Regions from separate parts of the Danio rerio genome. Here region 2 is linked to region 1. A link is a contact called in public Micro-C data. All regions are on one chromosome and are shown on one strand. The core of a region is the stretch at or near the end of the contact, and the rest is flanking DNA. Distances in the headings are between cores, read along the strand shown.

Region 1 (3,278 bases), core at 270-2,769:
GCTTAGAATGCTGGTTAGGTTTATAGTTAGTGCAATTATAATTAATATAGTAAGTACATGGAATATGAAATATGTGGGACGTGTAACTAGGACACCTTAAAATAAAGTGTTACTGATTTTTTTTCAACAGGTGCAGTGAGACAGCCTGCATGACAGTGTTTTGATGACTGCTTTGTCATTGATACATTCATTTTATAAACATGATTTTAAAATAGTGTGAACAAATCTGTATCACGGCTTTATGAATGGCATAAAAACTGTTTTTACAAACTTTTAAAAATGTAATACACATTTTAAATGATTTAGGGTGCTTTTGATTCACACATTTAGCTGGAATTACTGAAGAATCCCAGTTTGTCTGTCCGTCTATCAATCTGTTAATCTATGAATGCAAGATGTTGGGTTTTAGCTGTTATATAATAATCTAATCTATATAATCTAATAATATAATAATCTGATAATCTATTGTTCATTTATTCGTTCATTTTCTTTTTGGCTTAGTCCCTTTATTATCTGGGGTCGCCACAGCGAAATGAACCGGCAACTTATCCAGCATATGTTTTAAGCAGAGGATGACTTTCCAGCGGGTGAAGCAGTGGTGCAGTAGGTAGTGCTGTTGCCTCACAGCAAGAAGGTCACTGGGTCGCTGGTTCGAGCCTCGGCTCAGTTGGCGTTTCTGTGTGGAGTTTGCATGTTCTTCCTGCGTTCGCGTGGGTTTCCTCCGGGTGCTCTGGTTTCCCCCAGAGTCCAAAGGCATGCGGTTCAGGTGAATTGGGTAGGCTAAATTGTCCGTAGTGTGTGAATGTGTGTGTGGATGTTTCCCAGAGATTGGTTGCAGCTGGAAGGGCATCCGCTGCATAAAAACTTGCTGGATAAGTTGGCGGTTTATTCCGCTGTGGTGACCCCGGATTAATGAAGGGACTAAGCCGACAAGAAAATGAATGAATGAATGCCCTTAATGCAATTTCATAATCTATTGTTTACTTCTTGTTAATAAAATGATTTGCCTTTGTCATATCTGGGAAGACTTTCTTGTATTATTTGAGTGAGGTGTTTAAATGCACATTTTACTTCATGTGTGAGGATTTATTTCCAGTATATATTTGATAAGGCTGAGGATTGTTGCTTCTTTGCAGTCACTAGAAATAATTTAAATCGCTTTTCTTTAACAATTGTTTAAAATAAAAATTTTAACAAATATTTTTTGCCAGCATTATTTGCTACAATATAAATGTTTTATTTCACTGTAATGTTATTTTTGGCTTATTTTGCGTCAAATTATATTCTAACATACACGCACACTCAGTATGTATACTGCTTAAAAAAATAAAGGAAACACTTGGAGTTACATTGTGTTGTTTAAGTGTTTTTCTTTTTTTTTTTTTAAACAGTATATCGCCCTAAGACCACTGGGCTGGGAATATGAAAGACTATTTGATGTACTATCTACTTTTGTCCGATAGTTGGCGGAGGTGTACACAACTGTATCCTAAAGCACGGAGAAAACTACCATCGAAGAAAAGACCTCCATCCGCCGAAATAGCATTCAGCTAACGTTCTCCCGTAAATAAAAACTGACATATTTTAGATAAACAGACTACGTGTCTTTTCCTCAGGTAAGTTTTAATTTCACTTTTAATATACTTAGAGATTGTAAACGAAGTCTAGGAGTTATACATATTCTAAAAGTAGTTCCCGCCTGTCAGGTTATGTTAGCTTGGTAACGCAGCTCATTGGTTCCGATTTCAGGTTTATCAACTCTCATTTTATTAGTCTTCATTTACTTATCTATGTCATACCCGATCAAACAGATCCAGCAAACAGGTTTTCCCATGTAACCCCGGCTTGTTGTTTGTGTTTGGGGAAAAATTGTGAAATAAACTGCTGTTCAGCCCTAGTCTAACAAAGACGTTTGTTGTTTATTTGTTTTTCTCTATTTGCTTTTTTCTTCACTCTATATATATATATATATATATATATATATATATATATATATATATATATATATATATATATATATATATAATTATTTTTTTTTCTGATAATATTAGTGCCTGACCATGACGACCGGTGCTGATGTGAGGGATATTCTGGAGCTGGCAGGAGGAGACAATGATTCAGGACCCATCAGTAAGAAGGACATCATCAACTCAGACAAGGTAACCCGTCACAGATGAGGACCAATACCACCGAGATGCTGAAGATTACGTTTTGCAGTTGCTTCCACGATTGGGATAAATTGGTTTTATATTTGCACATTCAGTCTTTCTTCTTAAAAATCTATCTTTAGAAAAGTATTATTTGTAAAATTCTATATTCTATATCTGTATTGTAGGTCTTAAATTGTTTTAAACAGGTCTTAATCTTGATTTGTCCAAGTAAAGCTACTTAATTTGGGCTGACATCCTTCCAATGACCAACAATACGTCTCAATAAAACCTTATTTTTATATTTAAGTTTTTCATTGCAAAGATATACAATTCACAACAGCTGTTAGACATTTTTACAGCAAATACCTCAAATTATATTCCTTAATTAAGGGGAAAAAACTAAAAACATTTACATGATTCCTTGTGATAATATCAGGCCATTAAAAAAAATCTTAACCCCGTATAAGTCTAAAATGTCATTCATAATGGTCCTAAAAGGGTCTTTAAAAGTCTAAAGTAGCATGGTAAACAATATTAAGAATGTGTCACAAGTTGTCACTGAACGATGAATGCGCAGTGGCATAGCGGATGGGCACACAAAAAATGGTGTCAACCGATCATTTAAAAGAATAAATATATTGTTCAATTTGATTTAATGATCAATAAAAATACTATAATCCATTACATCCCCTTCATTTAAATTTTTTTTGTAAAGATAAAGGATAAAATATGCAATTACATAATAACAGATCTATATTCTTTTATATTGCTGTTTTACTTTTGTGTGTTATATGTCTGCTAAAACATTCTTTTAAAATGAGTTTTTTTATCATAAAAAATGTCATTTGCTCTCCCCTAAATAAAAAGGAAAATATTCACGAGTAATGTCTTATTGTTAACCGTATGACCAAAAATAAAACAGTAGACTATTTAAAACAGTTTTGGCTGTTGATGACAAAATCATGCAATCTTAAAAGCTTCACATTAATTAGTTTTACCACAACAAACCAGACTGACTTTCCAAATGTATTATTTTTTCAGCACTGGAATTATGCATCCAAAATGCAAAAATTTTAAAGTTTAAATGCTTATTGGATTGTTTCACAAGCTTCTCATGACTACATTATT
Region 2 (3,278 bases), core at 496-2,995, 150 kb before region 1:
TTTACATTAGATGCTGCACTTACTGTTAACAAAACAAAAAAAAACTCCGTATTTGGGATGAATTTGTGCCAAAACACAGATACCGTTCCCATGGTCTTCAAACGTAGCATAGTTGAACCTAGTTAAATACATTTTATCATGAACGACATATACCCACTGTGATGCTGAGGAAGGTTTTCATACCTACGTTATTGAATGAATGAGAAGTAACTTTAGTTTGATTTAGTGTCTGTAAATGGGGCTGTGGTTACATTTTTAAAATTCCGTTAAGCACCTCTGTTCAGGCTCAGATGTTTGTTTTTTCCACATTGTGATCTGAGTTTGACAGTTTTGAGTAAAAATGTACACATGGAGCTTTGATAACCCCAAATGTTTTTATGTTTCAAATTACAATGTAGTTAAGGTAATGTATGGACTGTGTATGTAGGCTAGCAAGATGTGACTTTAGGTTTTAGGCAGAATGTTTGTGGTATGTACAAAATTCTAATAAAATTCATCAACTTTGAGTGGTGTTGGCTGTTTTTATGTTACTTTTTTTCTGTGAAAAGACTCTATAAGGGGTCTTGCACTCATAGCATATACACTCACCGGCCACTTTATTAGGTTCACCTTACTAGTACCTTGTTGGACTGCCTTTTGCCTTCAGAACTGCCTTAATCCTTCATGGCATAGATTTAACAAGGTACTGGAAATATTTTGTCAGAGATTTTGGTCCATATTGACATAATAGCATCACACAGTTGCAGATTTGTCAGCTGCACATTCATGATGCGAATCTCCCGTTCCATCAAATCCTAAAGGAGCTCTAATGGATTGAGATCGGGTGACTGTGGAGTCCATTTGAGTACAGTGAACTCATTGTCACGTTCAAGAAACTAGTTTGAGATGACCACCAGCCTGAACCATTGATACAAGGCAGGATGGATCCATGCTTTCATGTTGTTGATGCCAAATTCTGACCCTACCATACAAATGTTGCGGCAGAAATCAAGACTCATCAGATCAGGCAATCTTCTATTGTCCAATTTTGTTAAGCCTGTGCGAATTGTAGCCTCAATTTCTTGGATAGGAGTGGCACCCGATGTGGTCTTCTGCTGCTGTAGCGCCCATCCGCCTCAAGTTGACTTGTTGTTCAGAGATGCTCTTCAGCATACCTCGGTTGTAACGAGTGGTTATTTGAGTTACTGTTGCCTTTCTATCAGCTCGAACCAGTCTGGCCATTCTCCTCTGACCTCTGGCATAAACAAGGCATTTGCTCCCACAGAACTGCCGCTCACTGGATACTTTTTATTAGCAATTGGACAGGTGTACCTAATAAAGTGGCCGGTCAGAGTAAATGAGACAGATCTGGCAAATTAATTTCCTTCTTAAAACGCTTTTTTGAACCAGCTCAAATATGGATTTGTATTAGGTTTATCAGTGCGTGTATTTCTGCAAGATATTTTACCTATCATTTCAATTCTTTAAATAAAAGTGTAAACATTATTATTAGCATATATGAGATGACCTTACCATTGATGAAAAATTAAAACAGCTTTTCCATTTGGCTGTCGCTAGAACAGGATATTCTCCAACCTTACATTGAAATAGATTTTTGTAGCCACTTTTCACTTGTGTCATGAAATAAACCGAGAAGTGTAAAGTAAAGTGAAAAGAATCTGTAAATACGTCAAAATACGTAACGTGTTTTATCCGCACGGAGGCGCAGCTGCGTCATTATCCATGCATTCACCAACATTTTGCTGGTAACTATAGCAACAAGGCGAAAAGCTAGACCGCTAGTTAGCAAGCGTCGCAGCTATCCTTACCTTATCATAGAATTTATCCCCTAAAAATACAAATAAATAAAATTCCAAGCTGAAATGCTGTATGATGAAATTATGACCTATATTTTGTCCAACAGTATTTGAAGTGTGTGTAGTTTGGTGTTGTTTACACCTGGAGCTAGCAAGTTTGCTAGCTATAACGTTATCTCAGCACCGCTGTGTTGTGATCTATGATGGGCAAAGATGTGGAGGATGTTTCTGCGTCTCTAGTACGGGAATATCTCAGCCGAAAGGTAGGCAACAGACTTGTGTTTTTTTAACAGACTAATTCTATTTCAACGAAAACATTGTATTAAACTGTAAACATTGTACTTTGACTCATTGGCTAACTACAACACTGTTCCTGTGCTACTTTAGTAACGTTAGTTACTGGAATGAAATGCATATCGCATACTTCTGAATGAATCATGAAATGTTTTTGCAGGGCCTCAAGAAAACCATAGCTTGCATGGATGAAGAACTTCCACGAACTCATTCAAGCGTCAATAACAGATCAGACCTGCGGAGTATACTTCATCTTGAGGGCCTTTACAAAAAGAATAAGGTATCAAATTGATCAGCATACAGTGCTGGGTTGATTACTTACAAATTGAAGTTTGTCGATGACTACAAATAATGCTTATTACACTGCCTATTAAAGGGTTAAACACTGTTGGTTTATGAGTTGATTTAAAGCTAATAATAAATTCATCAAAATGCATATTTAGAGTCTTCGTCCTCAAGTTCAGAATTGTGGATCAAGTGTTTTTTATTTTACATGAAATTAAGATTTATTATTGGCAGTTTATTTTGTGAATATTCAAAGTTAAATTGTATGTTATTAAATAAAACTTTAGGATAATTTTATTGTACATTTTTAGAATCTCGTTACATATTGTAGATTACACCAAATCAGCAACTACACAGCACTGTCTTATAACCATATTTAAAATATCAAGAATGTTAACAATGCAGAAAGGTCTTAAAAGTAATTTGATTTTTAGGCAGAAGAGCATCCTTTGAAGTCAATGTTAGAGATGATTGTGAAGGACAGAATGAGTGAAGGTGGAAAAACCAAAGGTCATCGACAAGGTGACGTTCAAGCACATGCATTGGATCAAACCATGTCCAGTTCTTCCATAGATATGACTGAGACTATTAAGAGAGATGAAAGTTGTTTGCACAATCTCTCGTCGAACAATCCAAGGTATTTGAATAATTAAAATCTACTGTAGATTTCACGTTCATTTGTTTGAGACTCTAACAGCTACGAACGTTCACTTTTGCACAGGTTATCTGAAAGCAGCCGTGTGTCACAGGTTATTGTGTCTCCCCAAACACCTTCTGAAAAGAGACAAGACAAGGCAAAGACAAGTTTGGACCTTTCATCATCTAGCCGGGATAGTCTCTTAACCATGTCTAAAGAGGGATTTCTCTCTGAGACAAAGGTTCTAGATACTGACAGCCAGAAGA

The links. A called contact is a pair of places that touch in the nucleus more often than the background predicts.
Region 2: a contact with region 1 is called in a Micro-C map of caudal fin, with 2.2 times the contacts expected there. The contact joins the promoter of mindy4 here to the promoter of dmap1 in region 1. A contact is called at or near these places in 2 of 18 Hi-C or Micro-C datasets (caudal fin and an unstated tissue) and 1 of 4 datasets of contacts at active chromatin or transcription factors (embryo).

Annotation. Positions count from the first base shown.
Region 1 is chr8:20,226,076-20,229,353 of GRCz12tu, reverse strand. It overlaps dmap1 (DNA methyltransferase 1 associated protein 1), which reads left to right and starts at 1,519. Exons shown (of 11, transcript NM_200255.1): 1 at 1,519-1,616; 2 at 2,052-2,159. The coding sequence starts at 2,061. It overlaps obscna (obscurin, cytoskeletal calmodulin and titin-interacting RhoGEF a), which reads left to right. Exons shown (of 85, transcript XM_073910182.1): 85 at 1-1,350.
Region 2 is chr8:20,374,857-20,378,134 of GRCz12tu, reverse strand. It overlaps mindy4 (MINDY lysine 48 deubiquitinase 4), which reads left to right and starts at 1,745. Exons shown (of 18, transcript XM_002663403.8): 1 at 1,745-2,059; 2 at 2,251-2,370; 3 at 2,810-3,012; 4 at 3,097-3,278. The coding sequence starts at 1,997. It overlaps nexn (nexilin (F actin binding protein)), which reads left to right. Exons shown (of 15, transcript NM_001083855.2): 15 at 1-506.